Regions from separate parts of the Cyprinus carpio genome. Here region 2 is linked to region 1. Evidence: chromatin contacts called from public Hi-C data. All regions are on one chromosome and are shown on one strand. Each heading gives the region's core, a stretch centred on a gene start, on an enhancer-like site or on the middle of the called end of the contact. The rest is flanking DNA. Distances are from core to core; before and after follow the strand shown. Region 1 holds the start of nat16l (N-acetyltransferase 16, like). Region 2 holds the start of her8a (hairy-related 8a).

Evidence for each region. A called contact is a pair of places that touch in the nucleus more often than the background predicts.
Region 2: a contact with region 1 is called in a Hi-C map of liver, with 6 times the contacts expected there. The contact joins the promoter of her8a here to the promoter of nat16l in region 1. A contact is called at or near these places in 2 of 8 Hi-C or Micro-C datasets (liver and red blood cells).

The regions. Positions count from the first base shown.
Region 1 is chrB7:15,236,958-15,243,042 of ASM1834038v1, reverse strand. It overlaps nat16l (N-acetyltransferase 16, like), which reads right to left and starts at 1,319. Exons shown (of 4, transcript XM_019066945.2): 1 at 948-1,319; 2 at 310-542. The coding sequence starts at 1,095. It overlaps LOC109049472, which reads right to left. Exons shown (of 5, transcript XM_042727472.1): 1 at 4,537-6,085; 2 at 3,107-3,472; 3 at 2,877-3,009; 4 at 2,667-2,715; 5 at 1,749-2,203. The coding sequence starts at 4,588. The coding sequence ends at 1,922.
Region 2 is chrB7:15,385,641-15,391,979 of ASM1834038v1, reverse strand. her8a (hairy-related 8a) reads left to right here and starts at 4,164. Exons shown (of 4, transcript XM_042727481.1): 1 at 4,164-4,445; 2 at 5,057-5,152; 3 at 5,375-5,447; 4 at 5,610-6,339. The coding sequence starts at 4,383. The coding sequence ends at 6,070. It overlaps LOC109046792 (lysophosphatidic acid receptor 6-like), which reads left to right. Exons shown (of 2, transcript XM_042727482.1): 2 at 1-1,523.

The sequences.
Region 1 (6,085 bases), core at 70-2,569:
GCATTTCTCGATAGACACATCATGACTTATTTTACCTATTAACCTTTTCTTATCATAACAGTTAGTGATTTGAATAGTCCATTAATTATAAAACCTGTATGTTAAATGTTAATGTAATTTCTTGGACATCCTATTTTGAGTTTATAACAGAATATATGTTAATGATAAAGTGTGTGTCTACTTGCAAAAATCAAAATAGAACTGAAAAATAAATGCAACAATCGTGCAATTTAAAAATGAGAATTAATATTTCCTCACAGCTTTTGGCTGAGGTTAAAACTAAAATCTTTTTCCTTTTGTATCTCTTACCAGCTTCCTATCTCTCCGTGCTATAATAACCACTCTTCCTGGCTCAGTCATCCAGGAGTGATAGCGATGTGGAAGGTAGTCATTGCCACCATATATGTCTTGTGAGATGGCCATCACGTCATCGTAATCCTCTGGTCTGGCCAGACAGAAGGTCAGTCCATCACTTTCACCCACACAGTGTGAAGCCATTGTTACTGTTGTAAAACACAGATATTGTGTGCGTGTGTGTGTGTCTAGTTCCAGTAACAAATAAAAACAGATTAAAACAACATTATATTAAAAATATAAAATACATATTATATTAAAAATTAAAAACCATTTAATTATATTACTGTGGATAACATTAAGCAAAAACTTATTTATATAATTCTAGTCTGGATGACAGTCTACTACTAAGAAGCAGCAATTTGGTCTTGCTTTGATCATGTGGTCTTGTCACATTAACCACTTATTAAAGGACTGTTAAAATGCAATTACGTCCATACATCCTACTCTCAAAAACGCATCATAAGCATGGCTAAAATAAGTTTCCAAGCGACGTTAACCTCAAATATCTTTATAAACTAAAAACGGTGCAGAAGATTTCTTCATTAATGTGCTGTTTTGATAAGAAATGTGTTTCAGTCTGCAGGACTTACCGCGTGGCGTACTTGTATCGACAGTCATGTGATTTTGACGATGTGTTATGTGACAAGTTTCCCCCCTCGGCCGAGCATGGACTTTAAACTCTTGCAGGCTTGTAAAACTGTTTAAAATCATGTCCCAGCCTTTAAACAATCTGGGCATTTCTTTTGTTTAGCTAACAAGTAATGCATGTCATCTTTAACCGTATGTCAGTAATCATCAAAACATAAGAGTGAATTTTTATATAGTGGGCACAAAGATCTTTCATACGTTTCGAGAGCATTAAAAAATAATTTAAGAGATAAACACACTAGCCTTCTCGAGATACGAAATGAAGCCATTTCCTGTGTTTTTCTTTTCAATAACAGTATCGTAGCCCCACCAAGCGGGTATAAGGCGACATTGCAGTTTAGTTTAATAGGTCTCGATTTAAAAAACAAAAAATCTCTAAAAAAAGTTTATGCCCGCAGGTTAAAATGTTGTGGAAACCTACAACTGCAAGCACTAAGAATAAACCAGAACAAGAGCTAGATAACGGAAGTGCATACGGTAAATAGCACTGATCATAAATGCTAAGATAGGTACAACAGATTTACAAAAAGAAAAATGATCATTTGTTTAGTGATTTTTTTTCTTTCTCTCTTTCCAACCAGGATAGTGAAACTATTCAAATAAATTTATACCATGCAATTTTAGTTTTAGCATAACAATAATGAATGAATTGACTTGCAGCATAGCTATAGAAATTGTTCAAAATTATTTTCAACTTGGCCTTGAAAGACTTGACTCATGACAAAAGACTTGAGACTTGCATGTCTGTTAGATTCTCACATGAAAGTTTATTCAGTTTTAGAAACATTTATTTACCTTAAACTAAAGAACAAAACAAAAAAAATATTAATTAATTTCTTTTAAAGTCTGCTTTAAGCTATTTTACATTACACAAATATGACAAGGTTCCTCTCAATCACACTGGAAAGACTGGACTCTAACAACTACTGAAATGTTCTTCTGAATTTTCTGTTGTTTCTGGCCTCAAGGGGCTGCCCTCCACATTTCTTTGTGGTACGGGACTCTGTCCTAACAGGTGGTAAACGTGTCCTTGATCAGTCATGGTACCTTGGGTCCATGGTTTGGGTTGGCCTTGGTAAGACTTCCACAGCCGGCCATAGAAAAGGTCTTTTTTGATCTTGGCATAAAGTTTTGAGGGGTCAAAGCCATTTGCAGAACTTTGAGAAGCTGGTGCATCATCTGATTCTTCAGCAAATGTCTAAAATGAGAGATTTACTGTTTAGAATGGTTTTATTATTGTTATTAAAATATGTTAAAACAGTATATATATATATATATATATATATATTGTAGAAATCATAATGTTGCCACATACAAGGGTCATGAGAATTAGCAGCGCTCAAACTTTAACCACAACCACGCACATTCTTAAGAAAATAACAGGAAACTGATACCTTAAATGCAATCACTGACTATAATAAAGTGCATTTGAGACTGAAAGGAAATGGCCCAGTTAAAAATTCACTATAATGCAGTTCTCACACTTTTACTCTGCAGTACCTTTTACCTTTTCAACTGTAACTGGTGTTGAAGTTTTTGTGAATAGTCACATTTAGCGTTTATAATATATAGCATATAAATGTAACATTTAATTTATTCATCAGATTTTTTTTTTAAAGTGTATCATTTATTTAAACTTCTTTATAGCTGATATGTCTTACCTCAGCCGGTGAGTCTGTCAAGTATGTTCGTATTTTAAAAGACTTCTTCCTGCAAGGTCAAATTTCCCATGATTTTTCTCTTGGATTTTGTAAATACGTTTTAAAGTGTTTAATATATAGGTTTTGCTTTGTTTTGTTCTTAAATATATAAGTATAAAAATATTAGTCTTTTATTGTTTTGTGTAAATATTTGTAAGACGTGACCCCTACCTTCTACAGCTGTTTTTTCTGCATAAATAGAAAAGGATGGTCAGGATAAAAAGGGAGAGAATAGTTCCAATGATCATTGCACCCAAATTTCCAAATAATCCCAGCCTTGGTTCTGGTTCCACATATGTAAAATCTATATAAAATTAAAGAAATAAAAAAATCACACAAAAAAAATCAAGAGTCCCAAAGCAATTGCAAGGTATGTGTAGGACTACATGTGTACACTTTACCTTTCATAATAGACTTGTTGACACTGACATCTTTCTTGCTAATATCAGTACACTGCTCAAGTTTACCCGAAGGAAATGTTATGAACGCACAACAGATTAGCACGCTCTCATTTGATGCTACTTTAATGAGAAGGGATGATGATGGATAAGGAGATTTTTTGCCCTCCATCTTTACTTTAGTCTCATATTCTTTCATTATGTAAATTCCAAAATGTGGGTGATACGTGCCCACTTTCGTGCGATTCGGGCCTCTTAGCATCTCCCAGTTGATTTGTGTCATGTTTTCGTCTCCTGAGAGGACACAGGTAATGGCCTGGCCATCTCCATCTCGACTGTGACTAATAGATACACCACTGTTTGATTTGCCTGTTAAATAACACAAATGAAAACACACAGAGATATTACATGGATCATTGAAACAAAATACTAAAAATACTGCATTATAATTTGTTTAGTGTTGTTACTGATGAAGAAAAGTTATTACCAGTAAATCTTTATGATAATAAACTTGTTATCTACTAAAAACAATAATGCATTACCTTCTTTAAACATCTGAAGCTATTATGGAAGCTTTTGTTTTCAATTTAGCTTCAGAAGTGGTTGCTGCAATTTATATACTGCCCTCAAAAATGCTTTAGAGAGAGCAGCTAATGACGCATGTATGGTGAAACTACCACACAAGCTGTGTTTAGAAGCGAAAAAAGAAACTTGCTCTACAGTAAAAATAAATAAGGTGAAGAAACAATTTTCACTCAGTCTCAGAATGCTACTAATAAACATTTACAAAGAAACAGCAAGTAAGTGAATTGGAACTGAATTAGAAAAGAAATAGTATTTTTTTGTCAAATATACTACAATAAACTTACACATTTTATTTACAACTTGGAGAAATCCTAGTTTTTTTGTACAGTGTGTTTACATTTGTTAATCTTTGACAAAAAAAAAAAAGAATTTTGAAATGTCAAATCAGAATCAATCAATGTGAAATCTAAAAGTGAATCACAATATAAAAAATGAAATATGCTATAAAAGCAACCCATTAATGAAAATGTATAATACTATATAATATGATAATACTAAGGTACAATACTAAGAAATATGATAATCAAGTGATCGATGACTTGTTTGTGTAAGATGTTATCAGTGAAAGTGCAGTTAGTAAGACAGCAGTCAGCAGTGCACGTGAAGGCGTTTGCTAATGCTTGTGTGAGTATATGCATGCTATAATGATCAAGATATATGATGTCTTGATTTACCATAGAATATTTTTTGTCATTCCATGGCTTTAACCATTCTTTTTCTGAATGCATAAATGAAATTTAGCGTCGTATGCTCAAACTAATAACCACAGACTTTTTGGTTGTCCATACACTTTTTTAAATATATACAAATGAAAATGTTTTTAGTTAATTTACACAATATGCACTTACCTGATTCCAGGAAGGCAAGGATGAGAAGAGCGCAAAGAAAGTTGCTGCTCATGGTTGTCGAGGTAAATCAACATAGGCTTTATGTAACGCCTGTTTCCTGCTTTGTCTGTTGTTTTTTCTTTTGTTTTTATCCTGTTGTTATAGTGACTTCACACTAGACCTCTCTACCTTTAAGTCTTACCATCAGCTAATCTAAATGAGCATTTACTTCATCTTCTTATTTTTTTTCTTTTTTTTTACTTTTATTGCCAACTCAGTCAGATCTTTGATGTCTCTAAAAAGGAAATGATGCTTGAACGTGGGAGTTTCCACCAAGCATATCTTTCTACCCATAAATGGCTGTCGCCTCAAGTTTAACAGTATAAAGCAAGTAGTGTATTATATGATATTTAAAAATGAATATGCCAAAACTGTAAGCAAAGCCATGCTCTCCACATAAGCTTAAAAAACACACACAAGAACAAGGGAAAAAAATATTACAAATGGTAACTTTTACGTTTTCAGGAAATGGAAACATTTAATGGAAACTGCAAGGGCTGGCCATATCAATGGAAAGATCCATCAAATATGTTAATGGAAAAATACACTGCCTTTAATTCTGAGAGGAGCTTTATATCATAATGTAATGATACCTTTCTTGAACTGTAAGTGATATATTGCTGAGCCAAGAGATTAAATAGTTTTACTACAAGGTGAAATCTGAGACGACCAGACATGCACACACATAAACGTCAAGCTAGGGCTGTGTTGACATGCTAGAGCAGTGCTTGCTTATTTTGTCTTACGCTCCCCACAGCCCCAAGACCGTTAAGAGGTTCCTTGTAATGTTTAATGTCATTTAGTATTATCATTTGCGCTTGTGCTTGTAAAATTACCAACACTGATAAAAATGATTCTGTGGTAAATACTACAGAAAAACAAATGTAATTTCTACATTAAATAATTTAGTTCAGACAAGAATTTAAAAAAAGAGTAAATTCTACATCAGTACTCAATTCAAGCTTGTAGAAATTAAAGTTTGAACTCATAAGTATATTTTACTTGGAATTGTTTGTTATGTTTACATGGATTCTTTGAGTAAATATCAAAGTTATGATACTGGTGTTCCCATGAAGGGGCATTAATAATTAATAAGGTTGAATTTTTCACTGTTTTTGAGTTGCATTTACACTGCTTTATGGTTGCTTTTGTTGTTAGGTTTAGTAACTTGCTGTTTTTTTTGACATTAATTTTCTACTCAAAATGACCAATTTATACTAAATATAAATACTATACTAAGTACATTTTAATCTTTTTCACTGCAATTTGATGTTCCTGTTAAAAAAATAACTGCATGGCCTTTTAAAATGTGTTTGTAAATCTCTCATTCTCATTAAGCAATATTATCACCAAATCTTGGATTTAATCATTTTGTCAACTTGTTGTCTTTCAGTTTTAGCACAGGTTTTGTATTTCTTTTTGAAAATGATTGATTGTAGGTGAAAGACTGACTCACTGTGTCATTTCATTTCCTTTCAAGACACTTTGCTGTAACTGATTACCACCTGAA
Region 2 (6,339 bases), core at 2,915-5,414, 150 kb before region 1:
GCATTTTTGATATGTGCATGATCATTTTGTATCTTGATTCACCATAGTAAAAGTAGTCTATATGGACATATGTGTCTAAGTTAACATTAACTTCTAAGAATTTCCTGTTACATTGTGAATGTTTGATATTAGTTGTTTGAAAACCACCAAAACCCCTTTTTCTGCCTATTTCCACACCCTTCCTCTTCTCTACCACATCCGTTTAACTTGCGCAGAATCCAACAGAAATTGTGTAAATATTTTAATAAAACTTACTAATACAGACCAAAGTAGGCTATATTTGTTTAGTTCTCTTTTTGCAATTTATATTATTGTTATCTGTCCATGTGGTTTTCTTTTTTAAAGCCAAAGGGAAACAAACAGGAGACAGTGCAGTGGTAAATAAAAACATATGACTTTTTATTTTTTAATAGGCTACATTTTAATAAATGGAACATGGTGAAACATGTTCCTCTAATGAAACCCGTTTTGTAACACCCGGCTTAAACTGTATGTTCTTGTCCCCTTTTTTCCTCTAAAACATTGCATTTACAAGCTTGAAGCCTCATCTTCATTAGTGAAGATGACAAATAATTCATTGCATAAATAAGCATAAATTATTGTTGTTAAATTATAATATTAGAATACTTTAACGTGTTGCTAAGCCGTTGTTTTTCAATGGTTCTGGCAGAAACTTGTGCCTTGTTGCCAGGAGATGCCTGACAAATATAAACAGTATGTTCTAAAATCGGCTCAGTCAGATCAAAGGTGTTTGAAATTTTGAAACTAGTCTGAAGCTAAAAAACAAGAGTCTGTGACTATCATATATTAGCAGGGGCGGTTTCTTCGAAGAGTGACACAAGGGAAGTTCGAAAGGGAGGGATTTTTTGCTATCACGTTCAACCTGTGTCACCTATCACTGTTCTAGAAGACTGGTTTTCCGACCCTTGCTCAAGAGACTTAAAAAAATGGATTGCCAGGATGATTTAAGGAAAATGTTTGGTATGTAAGAGTTAAAGACTCAGTGAAGAAGGAAGCCGCAAACGTAAACTTAATAGTTAGCAGGGCTGCCAACTCTCATGCATTCAGTGTGAGACAGACACATCCATTTTCTCATGCAGTCAAAAAGCACCCTCAGACAGTAATAACAGGATATTGGCCAATCAGACTTGGTAAAGGCTTCAGTGTGCATTTGTGTTTGTGCTCTGTAAAGCGCCAGAAGATTTAATTTAAAACGTGATTAGTAGCCAATCACAGACATACTCGATTTCTTGAACACGTGTAATTGGACATTGTGATGTCTCGTCTCTAAATGATGCATTTTTTTTTCCTGCATGCTGGTGAATCCTCTCACTGTAACACAATGTAATAAGAGGTTCATTGATTATAAAGGTACTTTGTGACAATGTGATGAACTGAAGTATGTGACACATTATTAATCATTATTCTGATTAGCCTACCTAGTTGTCATTGGAGACTAGTACAGCTTGTATACAGCCTGAAACAAACCACTATAAATGTATCTGTGGCCTAATAAAATTTATGTGAGCATCCTGTCATTCTTTCTTCAATTTTTTTTTTTTTTTTAAACAAACAGTTTTTACCAGCCTCCACAGCCCCATCAGTATCTTCTTTTTAATTATTCTAAATATCAGGTAATATAATTAAAGTCACACTAAATGCACATTTACTTCTGTCACATATTTTCTCCTATTACTATTATTATTATATTTTATTTTATAGTTTTTTTTTTTAAACATCAAATTCTTTCCACATAAGCCTGTTTGGAAATCACCAATCTCCAAGTACTAATTGATTATAATATATTAAATGTAGAAATTCACCCAAAAATGACCCATTTGAAACCAGTATGAGCAAAAAATACATAAATAAAAAAATAAAAAATGACATTTTTTAAAGTATCTTCTACAAAAGAAGTAATCATAAAACATCGAAACAACAAGAGAGTGAGTTATTTTTTTATATTTAAATTAATCGTCTCTTTAAAATGGATTTACAAAGTATGTCATATTAGCATAGCATATCACATTTTTCTTTATTGTATTTAGTTAACAGTCAAATACAGTGCTTAACAGTTTATAGAATCTGAGAAAGAACTACTAATTATACATATCATATATAAGCATACATTGTGTCTGTTCTTTGACTATATGTTGCACTGAAAAACAACCTCATCATGTCATATGTTTAAGAATGGTGTGTGAAAACATCCCAAATTTTTAATAATGTTTAACATTTGAACATATTCAAAATTGTTTTGCACATTTTACAACTATTACATACAATGAAACCCAAATGTTTTTGTCAGCCAAACTCTGTTCTCCTGACTTCTCCCGAGATTAATATCCTCTGAGATTAATTGATGTTAATATTTCAATAATTTAACAACACATTATAATGTTCACAGCTCTCTGATGTGGGTTAATAGTAACATGTCATGCAGGTTAACAAATAACATGTTATCTTTTTAGTAACTATTTTATTTTTACTGTTTAAAAGTATACTCAAAAATTACATTGTAAATCACATAAATATTAGTTACATTCATTAAATGTTACTATGACAAGTACAGAAATTATTGCTTTATGAATATAACTCAAATTAAAAAGACAAGGAAAGTTGAGTGAAAGTATGCATGAAGCAACGCAAAAGTAAGTGTCTTATAACATTATAACTTTAAAGGCGATTTTCTCATTGATTTATTTCCACCCTCAGATTCCAGATTTTCAAATAGGTTTATCTCGGCCAAATCTTGGCCAATCCTAACAAAGCATATATCAATGGAAAGCTTATTTATTCATGATGTATAAATCTCAATTTCGATCAATTCACCCTTATGACTGGTTTTGTGGTCCAGGGTCACGTATATGATTTACTTGATGCATGTAAATGGTTGTATATATGAGTCGCGTCAATTTAAAAAGAAAAAATAGAGTCATTGTGAAAACCACTGCCTTATTCCTACATGACAGAAAGGCCGGCAGAAGTTCTGGAGTTTGAGCTCCAATGTCATTGTTGTAAATTGAGCGCCCCCTAGTGGTAGGTTAAATCAAATATTTTACTTGAACACTTGGGAAATGGAACATATTTGTCTGTCGTATGCATTGTAAATGATCAATTCATTGTCAGACATATCATAATCACGATAGCCTATATGATTTTGGTTTAATTGCAACGGCTCTTATTTATTGTAGTATATATTTAATACTTATAATATCACATAATTTGTCTATAAATGAATCTCGATTCACCCATAAATAGATACTGTAAACACAAGACCACAACTATTGATTCTATTCTATTCTATTCTATTCTATTCTATTCTATTCTATTCTATTCTATTCTATTCTATTCTATTTATTCAACTCTCCTTCATAAGCCATTATTTGGAAAACCCGATGGGATGTGTTTTTCTGGGTTGCTGAAGAGTTTAAGATGGCCATTAGGGATTTGGCACCCTGTCTATTATTCCGTTGACTGTGGGTCATTATTGCCCGACAACAGCAGAAAGAGAGATCTTGGCGTGTTTCAGTGGAGTATGCCCGTCCCGTAGGTGAAAAGAACAACAGTGAAGGGGGTAAAGGGGAAGGGTCGCGCGCTGTGGAGGAAGGGGTGGGAAACTAAGAGACAATAGTAGTTCTCCTACTGTGAAAACACTAAAAACTAAGATTTCTTTGCTATTGTTGCCCTCTACCATCCTCCAACCTTTACCATCCTCTGTCTTTGTCGGAGTACAAAAAACAACAATAATAATAATAATAACAAATTATGAAAACATCGCACCTGGCATTCAGTAGTACAAATAATAATAATAATAATAATAATAATAATAATAATAATAATAATAATAATAATAATAATAAAATAAAAAATTCAGCATCCCAGTTCATTTAATGCCATAATCTATATGCACTATATCAGGTGTAAAAACAGAATTAAACGGGACAATGAAATCCACAGCTGCATCCTTTTCGTGGTAAAATCACTTTTCACTTTGGTGTTAAAAGTCGCTAAAGTGAGAGCCACTTTCATTTTTCAGAGTCAGTTCCGTAAAACTATTACTGGGAGTGAATAACTTTTGAACAAACTTCTGAACTCTTGCTTCATCTCAGTGCACCAGCACTATGCGTGGAACGTGGGATTCTTGGTATTTAATAGGCCAACCCCGAGACTGTGGGAAACTGCGCAGCAAAAAGCACCCATGCATTGTCATGGTAATTTCAGTTGGTGGAGGTTTGAGGGGGAGCGTGAGTACATGTTAAACGAGGTTAAGTGAGCCTGTTTAGTTTCTAGATTTATCAAGACTATACGCCACCGCAAACTCTAGTTTCGTAAATAGTCGTGGCAAAGCGAAAGGTTTCTATACCCAGATCTGCAGAAAAATGACGGCTTCTAATATCGACAATGGTTCGGAGAAGAATTTCAACGCAAAAGATGAGCGAAAGGTAGTGACATTATAGTTATTTTGTGTTGTTTTCATGTATGCAACTATGGCAAAAATATTAATGTACTTGTTCAATGCGGGATACATGTAGAAAGCGATACAAATATAAGAACGTAGGATGAAATGGAGCAGATTTTAGTGAAACGTACAGAGCAGCTTTAAAACCTCTATGAACTTGTTCCGGACTGCTATTTGTGTGAGTATCTTTTATTGACAACATCTAAAAAATAATAATAATAAATAAAGCGGCTCTGTTTAATATAACAAATAACTGTTTTGCTAATCTCACTATTGTTTCCACAGTATATATAGTAGGCTATCTTAGTTTTAGATTTTTATAAGTACCTTATGAGTGAAAATAAATTTTAATTAGTATGTTTTTTTTCCTAATTCAATGCTCAAATCTCAGGTATAGGCCTAGTTATGTTGAATACTCACATGCAAATAATAATTTGGGATGTCCAATTAATATTTCACACTTCAGACATACACCTTACAGAACTGGCACATGTGTTGTGTGTCTTGTGTTGTCCAATTTGTGCTGAATGAATCACTTGAGGATGTCTAATGAATATTTCATACACCCTAAAACTGTCTTATTTATCATTTTAGCTGCGGAAACCCTTGATAGAGAAGAAACGCAGAGAGAGGATAAACTCAAGCCTTGAGCAGCTAAAGGGTATTATGGTGGATGCCTACAACTTGGATGTAAGTGACCCAGATAAGCAATAAATAATTTATATATATATATATATATATATATATATATATATATATATATATATATATATATATATATATATATATATATATATATACATATAATTTAACTAATAAATTGATTTGAATTATTTTATTATTTTGTATTAAAATAAATAATAATTTAAAAATAATTTTATATTGCATTTTTTTCTTTCACTTTCCACACAGCAATCTAAATTGGAGAAGGCGGATGTTCTTGAGATAACAGTTCAGCACATGGAAAACCTTCAAAGAGGTTCAGGTTAGATTATGCTAAAACCATATCTTACCTTTTTTCACACGTATTTGAGGTTAATATTGTTTCAAAACTACAAAACAAACCCTACTGGTCTTTAAAGGTAATTTCATGATTGTTTACATGAGGTCAAATCACTCCCATGGTTAAATTATATTTTATTTCCAGGCGGTAGCATCAGTCCAGGCACTGGGTTTGAGTCTCGACAAAGATACAGTAGTGGCTATATTCAATGCATGCATGAGGTGCACAACCTGCTCCTGAGTTGCCCTGGGATGGACAAGACTCTGGGTGCTCGTTTGCTAAACCACTTGCTGAAATCTCTTCCACATATCAGCACTGAGGCCGGCGGCACAAGATCTGTTGGCACCCCTGGCCCTCTTCCCCTATCCCCTACCCAATCCCCTCTAAACCTGCCCTCCTTACATCCCCATCCTCTCCACCTGCACACCCCTCCAACTCCTTCCCCACCCTCCAGCCCCACTCACTCTCCCAGAGTCCCACCGAATAGAGAGAGACCAAGCGAACAGTCCTCTCCCCCCAGGTCTCCTTCCCCTCAGACTCCAGCACGATCGGCCCTTCCCCCTTTCTTTCCAGGAGCTGATCCCTCTATGTGGAGACCCTGGTGAATGAATGCAGCCCAGCCCCCCCATTTGCCCTCCCCTTGCTCTTCTTTGGCCTGCCCTCTTCTACCTAATAGTTTCCATCACATTTGCCCTCTTTGGAGGTTGGAGTGCTTTCCACTCAAAGGGGTGCGTCATGTTCAGTTACAAAGTCCCATGGGGTTGTTTGGTATCATTTAAAGCACTGTACTGCATGCTTGGAAGAAAATTATGCTATGTTCATGTTTTGAGGGTATGATCACAGATGACACCAAAGCTGCCCTCGTTGACTGTAT